Regions from separate parts of the Mus musculus genome. Here region 1 is linked to region 2. Evidence: chromatin contacts called from public HiChIP or PLAC-seq data. All regions are on one chromosome and are shown on one strand. Each heading gives the region's core, a stretch centred on a gene start, on an enhancer-like site or on the middle of the called end of the contact. The rest is flanking DNA. Distances are from core to core; before and after follow the strand shown. Region 1 holds the start of Gapvd1 (GTPase activating protein and VPS9 domains 1). Region 2 holds the start of Lrsam1 (leucine rich repeat and sterile alpha motif containing 1).

The links. HiChIP or PLAC-seq counts read pairs in DNA pulled down with a chosen protein or histone mark.
Region 1: an H3K27ac HiChIP or PLAC-seq map of large pre-B cells shows a contact between it and region 2, with 8 times the contacts expected there. The contact joins the promoter of Gapvd1 here to the promoter of Lrsam1 in region 2. A contact is called at or near these places in 1 of 39 promoter capture datasets (hippocampal neurons) and 2 of 115 datasets of contacts at active chromatin or transcription factors (large pre-B cells and stem cell-derived neural progenitor cells).

The regions. Positions count from the first base shown.
Region 1 is chr2:34,751,683-34,758,007 of GRCm38.p6, reverse strand. It overlaps Gapvd1 (GTPase activating protein and VPS9 domains 1), which reads left to right and starts at 2,776. Exons shown (of 27, transcript NM_001356441.1): 1 at 2,776-3,030; 2 at 3,449-3,742.
Region 2 is chr2:32,957,550-32,963,221 of GRCm38.p6, reverse strand. It overlaps Lrsam1 (leucine rich repeat and sterile alpha motif containing 1), which reads left to right and starts at 1,581. Exons shown (of 26, transcript NM_199302.3): 1 at 1,581-1,660; 2 at 1,967-2,178; 3 at 3,609-3,705; 4 at 5,008-5,064. The coding sequence starts at 3,634. Rpl12 (ribosomal protein L12) reads right to left here and starts at 1,510. Exons shown (of 7, transcript NM_009076.3): 1 at 1,383-1,510; 2 at 1,100-1,173; 3 at 550-648; 4 at 156-237. The coding sequence starts at 1,419.

The DNA.
Region 1 (6,325 bases), core at 1,527-4,026, 1.8 Mb before region 2:
ATCATCTCCTTTCTCCTCCTCCTTCTCCTCCTCCTCCTCATTTTTTAGACTTATTTATTTATTTTATGTATGTGATACACTGTAGCTGTCTTCATACACACCAGAAGAGGGCATCAGATTCCATTACAGATGGTTGTGAGCCACCATGTGGTTGCTGGGAATTGAACTCAGGACCTCTGGAAGAACAGCCACTGTTCTTAGGTGCTGAATCATCTCTCCTGTCCTCCTCCTCTTCCTCTCCCTCCTTCTCCTCCTCCTTCTCCTCCTTCTCTCCTTCTCCTCCTTCTCTCCTTCTGGCTGGCCTGGAACTTGTTATGTAGACTAGGCTGGCCTTGAATTTACAAAGTTACTGCTTTAAATTTTTTTTTTTTTTGTAGTTTAACACATCTAATCAATAATGAAGTTTGGCAGATCACCCAATTTTTGTTTGTTTTGTTTTATCTTGCTTCTCTCAGACTGGTTAGATGTCCAAGAAAAGAAAGCAATCATTTCAAAAGTTTGAAGTCTGAGTTTGTCACTGGTGTGTGCTTTTGAAGCAGAGAGCTTTAATGAGCAGCACAGAATTGGGAGTCAGAACAGCTTACCTTTCATGAAGATCCAATAGGAATTGGCACTGCTGTGGTCAGTTGAGACAAGGTCTTGCTCTCCAGGCTAGGCTGGCGTCAAATTGTGATTCTCCTGTCTCAGCCTCCTAAACACTGACATTACCTGTATGTACCACCATGCCTAGCACGATTCAGTAAGAATTTGTGACTGTGCACAAATAATTGATATGCCTGTATAGTGTGGTTGGTGGAGTTGTGTATCAGAAAAAAAAATGCCTTTGGATAGAATTCATTGTTTTTATTTATTCATTCTTGAAACAGAGTCTCAGATACCCTATGCTTGCTTCAAACTCTCCATTTTCCTCTTTCCATGTTCCAAATGCTGCCATTACAGGTGTAAACCACCACACCCAAACAATAGTAAGGAAAAAATTATCACCATGACAAATTCTAGAAAGAGCATAGTTGCTCTCCCTACAGAGCAGCACTATTTGCTAAATTCTGATAATTTTTTTTCCCAAATTTATTTATTTTGACCATATATTTTGCTTTCCCACATGTAAAGTGTGTTGAGTGTAATAGCTACTTCACAGCCTACTATAACAAGAGTCATTGTGGTAGTGATTTGGGTTTCTGGTAAGAATGTTACATTCTTTGGGAATGCTGAATGGGAAGATTAAAAGCTGTCTGTCTAGGTCAGGCACTCCATCTGTAGGTGACAGACAGAACAGGGCTCAGGCCAGTGAACCGAACATTCCTGTTCTCGTTGTACTTACAATGCACAATCTACTTACTTCATAACTCTTAGCTTCTTTAGAACCCTTCCCTTTCTTTTTATTTATGTATATTCATTTATGTATTTACACATTTATACATTCACACAATTTATTTGTGTGTTTGTTTGTTTGTTTATGGGGGGCAAGTTTTTGCCACAGTGGTGGTCAGAAAATATTGCAGGAGTCATTTATCCTTCCTCCCCTATGTGGGGTGTTTGGTGTCAAACTCTGGTGGTTCGGTTTGGTGGCAAATGCCTTTACTTGAAGGTTTCCTTTTGTGTCTTTGAAAGCCTTTCTTCAAGCTGGGCAGTGGTGGCACAAGCCTTTAATCCCAGCACTTGGGAGGCAGAGGCAGGTGGATTTTGTGCTCTGGAGCTCTGGAGCCTTTGAACACAATCTTCTGTTCAAGGGGGTTTTCCCTTATGCAGTCTACAAATTTTATATCCTCCCCCTCTCTTTTTCTGGATTTTTTTTCTTTTTCTTTTTCTTTTTCTTTTCCTTTTTTTTTTTTTTTTTTTTTTTAAACAAGATTTCTCTGTGTAGCACTGTCCTGGAACTTGCTCTGTAGACTAGGCTAGCCTTGAGATCTGCCTGCCTGTTTTTGCCTCCGCCTGCCTGTTTTTGCCTCTTGAGTGCTGGGATCCTGACTCATCTACCTTGGAATCTAGTCACAGCCAAATCTCTTTTCCTTTCTTTCTTTTCTTCTTTGGCCTTTTGAGACAGGGGCTCTGTATAATCCTGGTTATCCTGGAACTCTGAGATTGGTCTGATTTTGCCTTCCAACTGCTGGGATTAAAGTCATGGGCCACAAAACTCAGCCTAGGTCTTGATTTCTTAATTCAATATGGTCTCTTTCTCTGGAATCTCATAACACTTTGTAATTCTTCATAGCACTTTGTAATTTAGTTTATTGTTACAAAACTCAATCTATGGGAGATACTCTCCACTTTATATTGTAAATTGTATCCACTTGCTTTTTCATCTGGTTGGTGCTTTGTACAATGTAACAGACCCGACTGATAATCTTTAATTGAACTCTGTTGAATGGCAACATGGTACCAAAGACATTTTACTTGATACCCACAATGCTATTGTAACAAAGTAGCAAATAGGAAGCAAATTGTGACAAAAGAATTTCCTTTTGAGGCAGGGTCTCAAAGGATAGCTCCCGCTGGTCTAGACATCCTGTGTAGCTCAGGCTGGTTTAAACTTTTGTCTAATTCTGAGACATTTGCTTCAGCCTCCCAAAGGTTTTAGATTACAGGTGAGAGCTACCATGCTAGTTCAATTCTGATGATTTTTAAAGGAGGTGTATGGAAGACGGGTGGAAAGCTGTCTGGGATCTGATTTATGTTTGAATAGTTGGGAAGATGAGTTTTCACTTCCCCCTCCCCCCACCTTGGGGGCGGAGCATGAGACTCGTGGTGTTGCAGGATATATTCATTGTCTTCAATATTTTAAAGGGCTGTCAAGTGGGAACCAATTCTCCTTGCTTCCAGGCAGAATAACTACCTGCAAAGGGAGGAAAGACAAGGGAAGCAGATTTCAGCTCAGCAGAAGGCAGAACTTTCTAACATTTAGAGCTGTGCAACAGAGAGGAGCAGGCTGTACTCCTGAGAGGTAGTGAGCTGATACTGGAACATCCGAAACAGAAGTGAGACGTGGAGGCCATTCCTGCTTGGGTGGGAGCTGCACCGATGACCTTTAAGGTATGTTCTAGCTCTAAGGTTTCTGGGACTGTTCACTTCTGCTAACTTGACGCGTCCTTTCATTTTTTTTTTTTTTTTGAAAAAACAAAACCGACCTAAGCCTATTTAATGTAACACAGTTTACAGTTTATTTAATGTAATGTTATTTTTAAATAACACAGTTACAATAAAAATCGACAAAACGAGAAGTGGGAAATTATATTTATAAGTTAAAAATGAAGATACCGTCCAATTGGCATAGCTTTTAAGTGAAAGGGGAAGAGCGAGAGAGAGAGAGAGAGAGAGAGAGAGAGAGAGAGAGAGAGAGAGAGGAGAGAGAGAGAGAGAGAGAGAGAGAGAGAGAGAGAGAGAGGCTGGCTATTGGATGATGTTCCGAGCAAGAGAGGAGTGTCATTTTTCTTCCACCCGTCTTCTCTAGCACCAGGTACACGGAGACGTGAGGGCGGAGGATCGGCGTACAGGTCCTGGCAAGGCGGTTCGCGACCGGGAGCGGAAGGGCGGCCGTGGTCCGGACCACCGATCCCAGGGGCCCCCGCGGCGCCGCGCACGCGCACTGCTGAGGGGGCAGCGCCGCCGCAGGAGGCAGGGAAACCGACTGGCGATCTGTGGCGGCGGCTGGGCGGCGGTGGCAGTTCGCAGCGAGGGCGACGGCTCCGAGGCCGAGAGGCAGTCCAGCGAGGACCTGGGCGCCGTCCTCCGCATGACCTCACCGGTGAGTGCGCGTCCCCGGCCGGTCCGCACCGCGTGCCCCGCCGTCTGGCCTAGCACCGCAGCCCGCGCCTGACGGCCGCCCCGCCCCGGGCCCCGGGCCTGCCCCGTGCCCGGCGTCGCTCGGGTGGGAAGCCGCGCGGCCGGGCCCCGCGAGAGGGGTGGCGGCGTGCGGGTTCCGGCAGCCTGCCTGAGGCGGCGGGGACACAGGGCGCATGGGGGGGATGGGGTGGGAGCGCGACGGGGCGGGAAGGGGCGCAGTAGCGCGGGTCGCCTCTGTGGGCGTCCGGGGCAGGTGGGCAGCCGAGCCCGGGAGGCCAGGAGCGGACCGAATGGCTTGGGAGCGCCGCCAGGGACGCGCCGGACGCTCCGGGCTGGGGACGCCGTGCACCCGCAAACGCGCGCCGGGCTTGGCGTCTGTGCACTTGCTGCTGGTGGTCTTGAAGTGTCCGTTCTGTCCATCTCTCTTCTTTCAATTGTCGACTTTTATTGACGGACAGAATTGTCACGGGTGCTGCCTGGATAGACCTCAGAAACGAGCGGGATCCAAGGCATAATTCTAAATAAAGTGAAATAAGGTGAGGAGTCAGATAAGCGGTAGGAACGACGAGGACTCTGGTTTTTTTAACGTTAAGACTCAATTAAATTAAACTTAATAAAATGAAAATTTTGAGTTTGAGCAAAAAGGATGAGGTCTGGGAACTAGAGCTTCCAACTCGTGGTTCCTCGGTGCATTGAATGTAGATAGAATGTCTTTAGTGAGAATGAAGGTAAAATTACACCTTTATTTACAAACCAGTAATTGAAACTGTTGCCTTTAGTTATAAAAACAAGTACCAAACCACAGTAGTATTAGCAATCCCTGTGAGTTTGTCACCAATAGAATTTACAGATATTTTTGTGTTATGTTTACAGTTGGAGCATTCTCAAAATATCATGTTTGTTGATGGATTTCTTTGAGTCTGTGAGTTTCTGCTATATCTTATCTTATGTAATAAGATGTAGCTATACATACATGTCAGTTTTACATTTCATAATATGTCAGTATAATTGGTTTCCTTTGTACTGATAGGAGTTTTGCTTTTTTTTTTTGGGTGGGGGGGTTGAGACAGGGTTTCTCTGTATAGCCCTGGCTGTCCTGGAACTCACTTTGTAGACTAGGCTGCACTCGAACTCAGAATCTGCCTGCCTCTGCCTCCCGAATGCTGGGATTAAAGGCGTGCACCACCACACCGGGCAGAGTTTTGCTTTTAAAAGCATTTTGAGAAGGGAACCTTAAACTTCCCCAGACTATCCATGGCACAGAATGATTAAGAATTCCTGAAATAAAGATAAACTTTGAAGGGGACTTAACAGTACCCAAATTTTGTCATTCAGTAAGAAAAAAGAGAGGGGAAAAAAAGAAAAAAGAAAAGCAGACAGAATGAGATACATGCAAAAGATTTTTAAAATATTTTTTATTGGATATTTTCTTTATTTACATTTCAAATGTTATCCCCTTTCCTAGATTCCCTTCTGAAAATCCCCTATCTCCTCCCCGCTTCCCTGCAAGAGAATTTTATAATCAAGGACTCAATAGCCCTGTTCACCTAAAACTGGGTATGTACACCAGGTTGGCTTCAAATGTGCTGTGTGGTCCTTCTACCTTTGTCTTCCAAGTGCTGGGGATATAGGTGTAAGCCACCACTCCTGCCCTTTAAAATATATATATATATGTGAATGATACCAGTGTAGTTTTGAAAGATAGACCAGACCGTAGATATTTCATCCAGTGTACTGGGGAATCAGCTCAACACTGTAGGAAGAAGAGGAAATGAGTGTTGTGATTTTTGTGCTGAGGCATCACACACTTTCAAGCCCCTGAAGCTTGTGAAAAGAAATTTTTGTATTTGCTAATTTTTTTTCCTCTTACCTTCTTTTGTATGTGTGTTGTATGGGTATATAAATGTTCATGTGTTTACATGTGTGTGCATGTGTTTCTGGAAGCCAGAGTTTCATGTTGAATGTCTTCCTGTCTCTCTACCGTAGTATTTGAGACAAGATCTCCTACTGGCTTGTCAGCAAGCCCGGAGTTCCCACTGTCTTTGATTCCCAGTCCAGGGATCACAGACACTGGCTACAGTAGTGGCTTTTTACATAGGAGTTGGGAATCTGAACTCAGGTCCTCCCTCCTGCTTGAGTGGGAAGCGATCCACCAACTGAACCATTTTCCCAGTCCTCCGCCGCCTCCTTTGGAACCTATGGCTTTGCACATGCTGTAAAATAGCAGGCAAGCACACTAGGAGTTGTGCTGCCAGTGCTTTTCTTAAAAATCATAAAGGTGATAAAGCTTTTAAATAGGAAGAGGTCCTTATTTATTTATTTTTTCCTAAGTGAAAAGTATCAGGCTCCACTATAATATGTCTTCAGTTGTTATTTTTTCATATATGAAAAAAACCCATACAATTTATACAGAGTCAGGAAGCTGGTAAATTGTTTACTTTAAATTCTCTTTCAAGTTCTTCAGGTTCTGGCACTCTCAGGGTGGTACCTGCTCAGGGCCATGGGCATTCTGGACAGGTGTACTATTACTGAGCTGTCTTTTCAT
Region 2 (5,672 bases), core at 332-2,831:
AAACCCCTGAGGCACTGTTTCATTTCTGCACCCAGGAAAGGGAACAGACAACAGACGCCTACTGTGATCTCATTCCACCCCTAGGTCCCAAGAAAGGGGTCGACACAGCTGAGTAGCACACTGCAGCGGAAACCCAGGGAGTGGGGCCGACTCACTGTTCTTCTGCTTCTTCCTGTCTCTCGGTGGCTCCTTGAGGGCTTTGATGATCAGGGCTGAGGCAGAAGGCACCACCTCGATCTGCAAAGAGACTTGATGTGAACACAGCCCAGAAAACCAACCACCACCAGACACGCTAAAGGGCCCCGAAAAAACAGCTCGGCTAGCTAAGGTGCTTCCTGCTGGCCTCACCTCCAGAGTTGAATCCCTAGCATGGCGGACTCCTGCACCCTGGCACCTACTACTGACTTACAGTGAACCCTGTCGTATAGCCCTCCCACAAGGATAAAATCCGATTCACCGGGACAGGGAAATCTTTGCCAAGACCCATGATTCCTGAGGGCTGCTATCTCAACCCTTCCCTCAACCCCCCACAGCAAGCAATGTAAATACCTGGGCCTGTCTGTTCTGGATGGTCAGTTTCACTGTAATTCTGAGACCCTTCCAGTCACCGGTAGCCTTGGCAATGTCATCGCCAACTTTCTTCGGAGACTGTAGAAATAATAGCATTCGTTACCATGTGCCCAAAGTTGAAGCCAGGACCTTCAAGCTCACCGCCAGCCCTCCTCACCGTCCCACAGGAGCCTGCCCACAATGGCTCCACATCCTTCTTCACTAAGACAACTCTGCAGTAAGGGCTAACAAAGCAAAACACTTTCTGCTGCAATGGGGAACCCTCGGAGCTTTAAACACTAGGTTCCCGTGCGTTACCCACGGAGGCTAGTGGATTTAAGCAAGTCCAATGGCTGCCTCAACCGGGCTGTGGCACGAGCCTCCGTGCACGTGTTATCTCAGTTTTCCTTTGCGTCCCAAGTCCCAGCACCCACATCCCGGCCTGCACCAGGGACATGGTGGCCTCTTCTGCCCTCCACGGGGACAGAACACATCTACAGGCCAAACAGCATGCACGTTAGAGGTCTACGGCTCGGGAGCGACGACTTACCAGACCCAGAGGACCGATCTTCGGGGCCAAGGCGGATGTGGCGCCGACCTCGCCTCCGGTGCACCTCAGGTACACTGAAGAAAAAGCAAAATCAGAACCTCTGCGGCGCAGGCCGCCCTGCGCGCTGCCGTCGGGCTTCAGATGTCCCGGGCCAGGCCTTACCCTAAGGCGCACGGGCCGCCAGAGCGTCGGGCTCCCTCCCCTCTTACACACGTGGCAGCCAAGGCCCAAGGGAGACCCGCCAGGCCCCGGGACAGCACCCGGGCGCGGCGAGGGCACGCACCGACTTTGACCTCGTTGGGGTCGAACTTGGGCGGCATGGTGGAGGCGGCTGGTGTCGGATGAACCCGGATTCGGGACGACCGAAGAAAGTTGCACCGTTGCCTCCTCCGAGCCGAAAGCCGAAAAGACGGATCCTGCTCCGCCCACGCCGGATATAGGCGGAAAAGCTCAGCTCTCGCGAGAACCGCTGGCCCCACCCAGTCTCTGGGCGACACCCTGGTCGCCCTGTTTCTTATGGGCAGGCGTCTGCGGCAGAGGACTGCAGAGCTTGGTCTGTGGGTGAGCTCGGGATTCGGAAGGGGTAAATGTTCGGAGCACCTTGCCTGGGCAACAGAGTAGGGCTGCACCAGAGGTCCTGGTTCCTGGTCCACGTTCCCTTCTCTTGACGGTGACTCTGGAGCCCCTGGGACCCAGCCCAGGGCCCCGCCCCTCCCCTAAGGGATCTGCACCTGACTTGAGCGACCCTAGTACCAGTGCCACCCTAGTACCCTCCTAACCTGTTTGCGGTATGTGCATGTTAGTTACAGAAACAAACTATTCGAGTCTAATCACGAGTCTTTAATTCTGCAATTCCTTGGTTTCTAGAATCTCGAGACTTTGTCATCCTGAGTTGCGTGTCTTTCTGAAATTTAAAGTTTCGGTGCTCACTTCTATGTTTGAAGGAGACCGGACACCAGCTCAGCTTTTGGGGGCCAATGGTTTGTATCTGTGGCCAAGTCTTCGGAGTGACTGGCCTACCTTGAGGTCCACCCAAGAATCGGAACATCGGTGGAGGACCTCCCCATCCACAGAGCCAGGTTAGCCGCTGGCCAGCCCTGCCAGGGAAGGATGGGTGTGGTTCTTCCCAGCCAAGCTGGACCATCAGGAAAGTTCAAACCAGAACTGAACGAGCCCTGCTGAGAACGGTGAGGGAGGGGGAATTGGCAGAGATAGTCATTGAAGAAGGTATTTGGAAATGTAGATCTGGAGGATGGGGGCGAGGGAGGCTAGTCATTAGTGAGCCATCTGTAAGGGATTTAAGTCGTGGCCATCAGATAGGGATGGAGGGAGCTGTCTCTCAGGAGTGCTGCAATTGAGTGCGGAGAGTCCTGAGCAGGCCCTGCAGGCCCAGCAACCTCCTCTGACAGCCCACGCCCACAAATGGAGACCTGAAATCCCTCAGGACCACATGTGTCCTCTACTGCAAGGCTCCTCCAGCCCTCTTCTCCTTAGCAACTGTAATAGTACCTGAGTGCATTTGTCATGTGTGTGGTACCCTGTGGCAGAGTCTATGGCATAGACCTGACATACATGAAGTCACTGACCCCACAGAGGCCAGCATTGGCAACATTGCTCCATATTACAAATGAGGAAACCGGCTCCGACCAGTGACACAAAGTGACACAGCTAATGTCTTAGGTGTCAGAGCCCATGCCGTGAGTTACACACTTCCTCCAAATGATTATGTCCTTCCTATTGCTGGCCCTTAGACAGCACTGGAAGTTGCAGCCAGCTATGGGCAGCCAGCTACTGAATTCAGGACACAATGATTAACTTGGCTAAACTGGGAGGTCCAAGGAGCCGTGCAAGCGGCACAGGATCAGGACTTGAAAGGCAAGTGTCCCAGCCTGGTGTTTCTACAACCCAGGTCATATCACCAGATGAATGACCTTACTCAGCATCGGATTCTCCACGGGGCTGTAAGGAGAACCAAATGAGCAGTAGCTGGAAGCCTGCTAAGGTGCCTGAAGATTGCATTTTGATTTTTGCTTAACTCATAGATCTCTCTAGTATTGATATAGTTGAGTTCCCCCAAGTCACGGCTACCTCCAGTTTGGTCTTGATGGTTCCATCCTGACAATTTCCAGAGCTGGAAGTGACTCATCAGCTGAGTCTGTCCAGAGTCTTCAGAGAACATCCTTGGAAGGCACCTGGGGGAATCTTCCCTTGGTGGGGGAAACGCTTAGCACTGGGAGGGTGATGCCGGCGCCGCAGAGGGGCAGTGGCAAAGTAGGTCGAGCCCAGAGTACTTGGCGTGTTCTGTTCTTTCTACTCTAGGCTTTGCTTTGTCAGTAAAACAAAGTGTTGGGCTCTGTCGTGTGGGCTCAGGGCCCAGCTGGATGAGGTAGACAGCCCGGCCCACATGGAACGCACAGTCTTGCAGACAGCTGCTGCACTGCTGAGCTGCCTGTCTGCAGGTCGGACGCAGTGCAAGTTCCCAGGCGCTGATCTCTCTGCCGTCCTCTAGGGTCCAGAAGAGCTCACACCGGAGGATGCCCCTCTTCTTTCGGAAGCGGAAACCCAGTGAGGAGGCTCGAAAACGCCTGGAGTACCAGATGTGTCTGGTAAGGCTCAGCGTATTCTCTCGGGCTCCTCGGCTCCCCTTTTGCACCCTGGGTAACTCTGCCTTCCCAGCCCTGGGAGTGCCCTTCCTCGCAGGATGCGTGTGTGGCACTACCTGATGGTTTCTTTCCCTGCTGGACCTCAGTCACTGTGGCTGTGGCCCCTTCCAGCTCCTTACATCTATGGGCTTTTCCCTTATTTTCTCCATTCTACAAGGATGTTTTACCTGAATACTTTTTTTTTTCTTTTAAAGCCTTGAGAACTAGGTGTGGTGGCTTATACCTGTGATCTTGGCCTCTGGGAGGCTGAGGCAAGAAGACTGCCCCAGGTTCAGTGCTATAGAGGGCTACACTGTGAGTCCAGGTTAGCCTGAGCTATAGAGATCCTGTCTGCAGAAATAGCCTCAGTTGCACCAGGAAATAAAATGTTGCATGTGCTCAGACAGCCCCTAACCCAGTCACTGAGGGCAGGGTGAGAAAGCAAGAACTCAGGAAGGGAATGCAGAGAGCCAACCAAAACAAAACAAAAAGGCTGAAAAACCATAACCAGTTACCACTAACCTTTATTTTTTTTTAAAGATTTATTTATTTATTTTATGTATGTGAGCACACTGTAGCTGTACAGATGGTTGTGAGCCTTCATGTCGTTGTTGGGGATTGAATTTAGGACCTCTGCTCCCTCCAGTCAGCCCCGCTTGCTCAGTCCCTTCTCACTCAGCCCCAAAGATTTATTTATTATTATACATAAGTACACTGTAGCTGTCTTCAGACGCACCAGAAGAGGGCGTCAGATCTCATTACGGGTGGTTGTGAGCCACCATGTGGTTGTGGGATTTGAACTCAGGACCTTTTGGAAGAGCAGTCAGTACTCTTAACCTCTGAGCCATCTTGCCAGCCCCACCACTAATCTTAAGAAGCAAAACACAGTGAATGCTCACAGGATGAGCAGAATTTTGTAAACACACAGAAGGAGTGGAAGACTTTTGGGGGGACAGGAGGTGGGGCTGGATTTATCTCAGGTGTAGCCCTGGCTGTCCTAGAACTTGCTCTGTAGACCAGGCTGCCTTCAACCTCAGATCCGCCTGCCTCTGCTTCCTGAGAGCTGGGATTAAAGGTGTGCGCCACCACTGCCCAGAAGGCTTGACTTTCCAAAGCCTTTCCCTTGAGGCTGTGCAGAGCTAGTTCTTGGGAAGTGCAGCAGGAAGACAGGAGTCGGAACCAGGGTTGTCTACATGATGAGTTTGAAGCGACGTGAGACCCGGTCTCAAAAACATTTCATTTAAAAAAACATCTTTTTCTCCCCAGGCAAAAGAAGCTGGGGCAGATGACATTCTCGACATCTCTAAATGTGAGCTCTCTGAGGTAAACAGGATGACGCAGGCTGTGAATTTAATCTGTCCTGTTTTCTTGGGTCCTTGGGGAAAAAACAGATAATGGCATGAGACTTTGAAAATGGCAGAAGTAAAAGACGGGCAGGTAGCTCCACCAATGAAATGCTGGACCTGTGAGCACGAGGGCTTGCTAGCCAGCCATCCAGTTGAGTCAACAGACTATGTTCAGTGAGAGACTGTCTCAAAGCATAAGGTAGGGAAAGAGACGCTCACAGTCTGCCTCACCTGTGTGCAAGCATGCGCACACAGACACATCCAGGAGCACTAATTAAGAAATTATATTGTGTTCTTTTCCAAAAGAATTGAGATGATCTTTTGGCCTCAACATAACTTGCAAAAGTCAGGGCCTACTTAGAAAGGGAGGCAGGTGGGGTAGAACGCACCTGTATTCCCAGCATCCCATTCGCAAGGCAGAGGTGGGGAGTTTGAGGTCAACCTGGGCTACATAGTAAAACCCTGGAGAAAGGCAGGACAGAAAACTGTAGGCAAAAGTCGGTGGCAGCATTCACCATGCTTTCGAGGTGCCTGGCATTTAACCAGGACGGGAAAGTCGGGGGAGGGAAACTACATCTACAGATG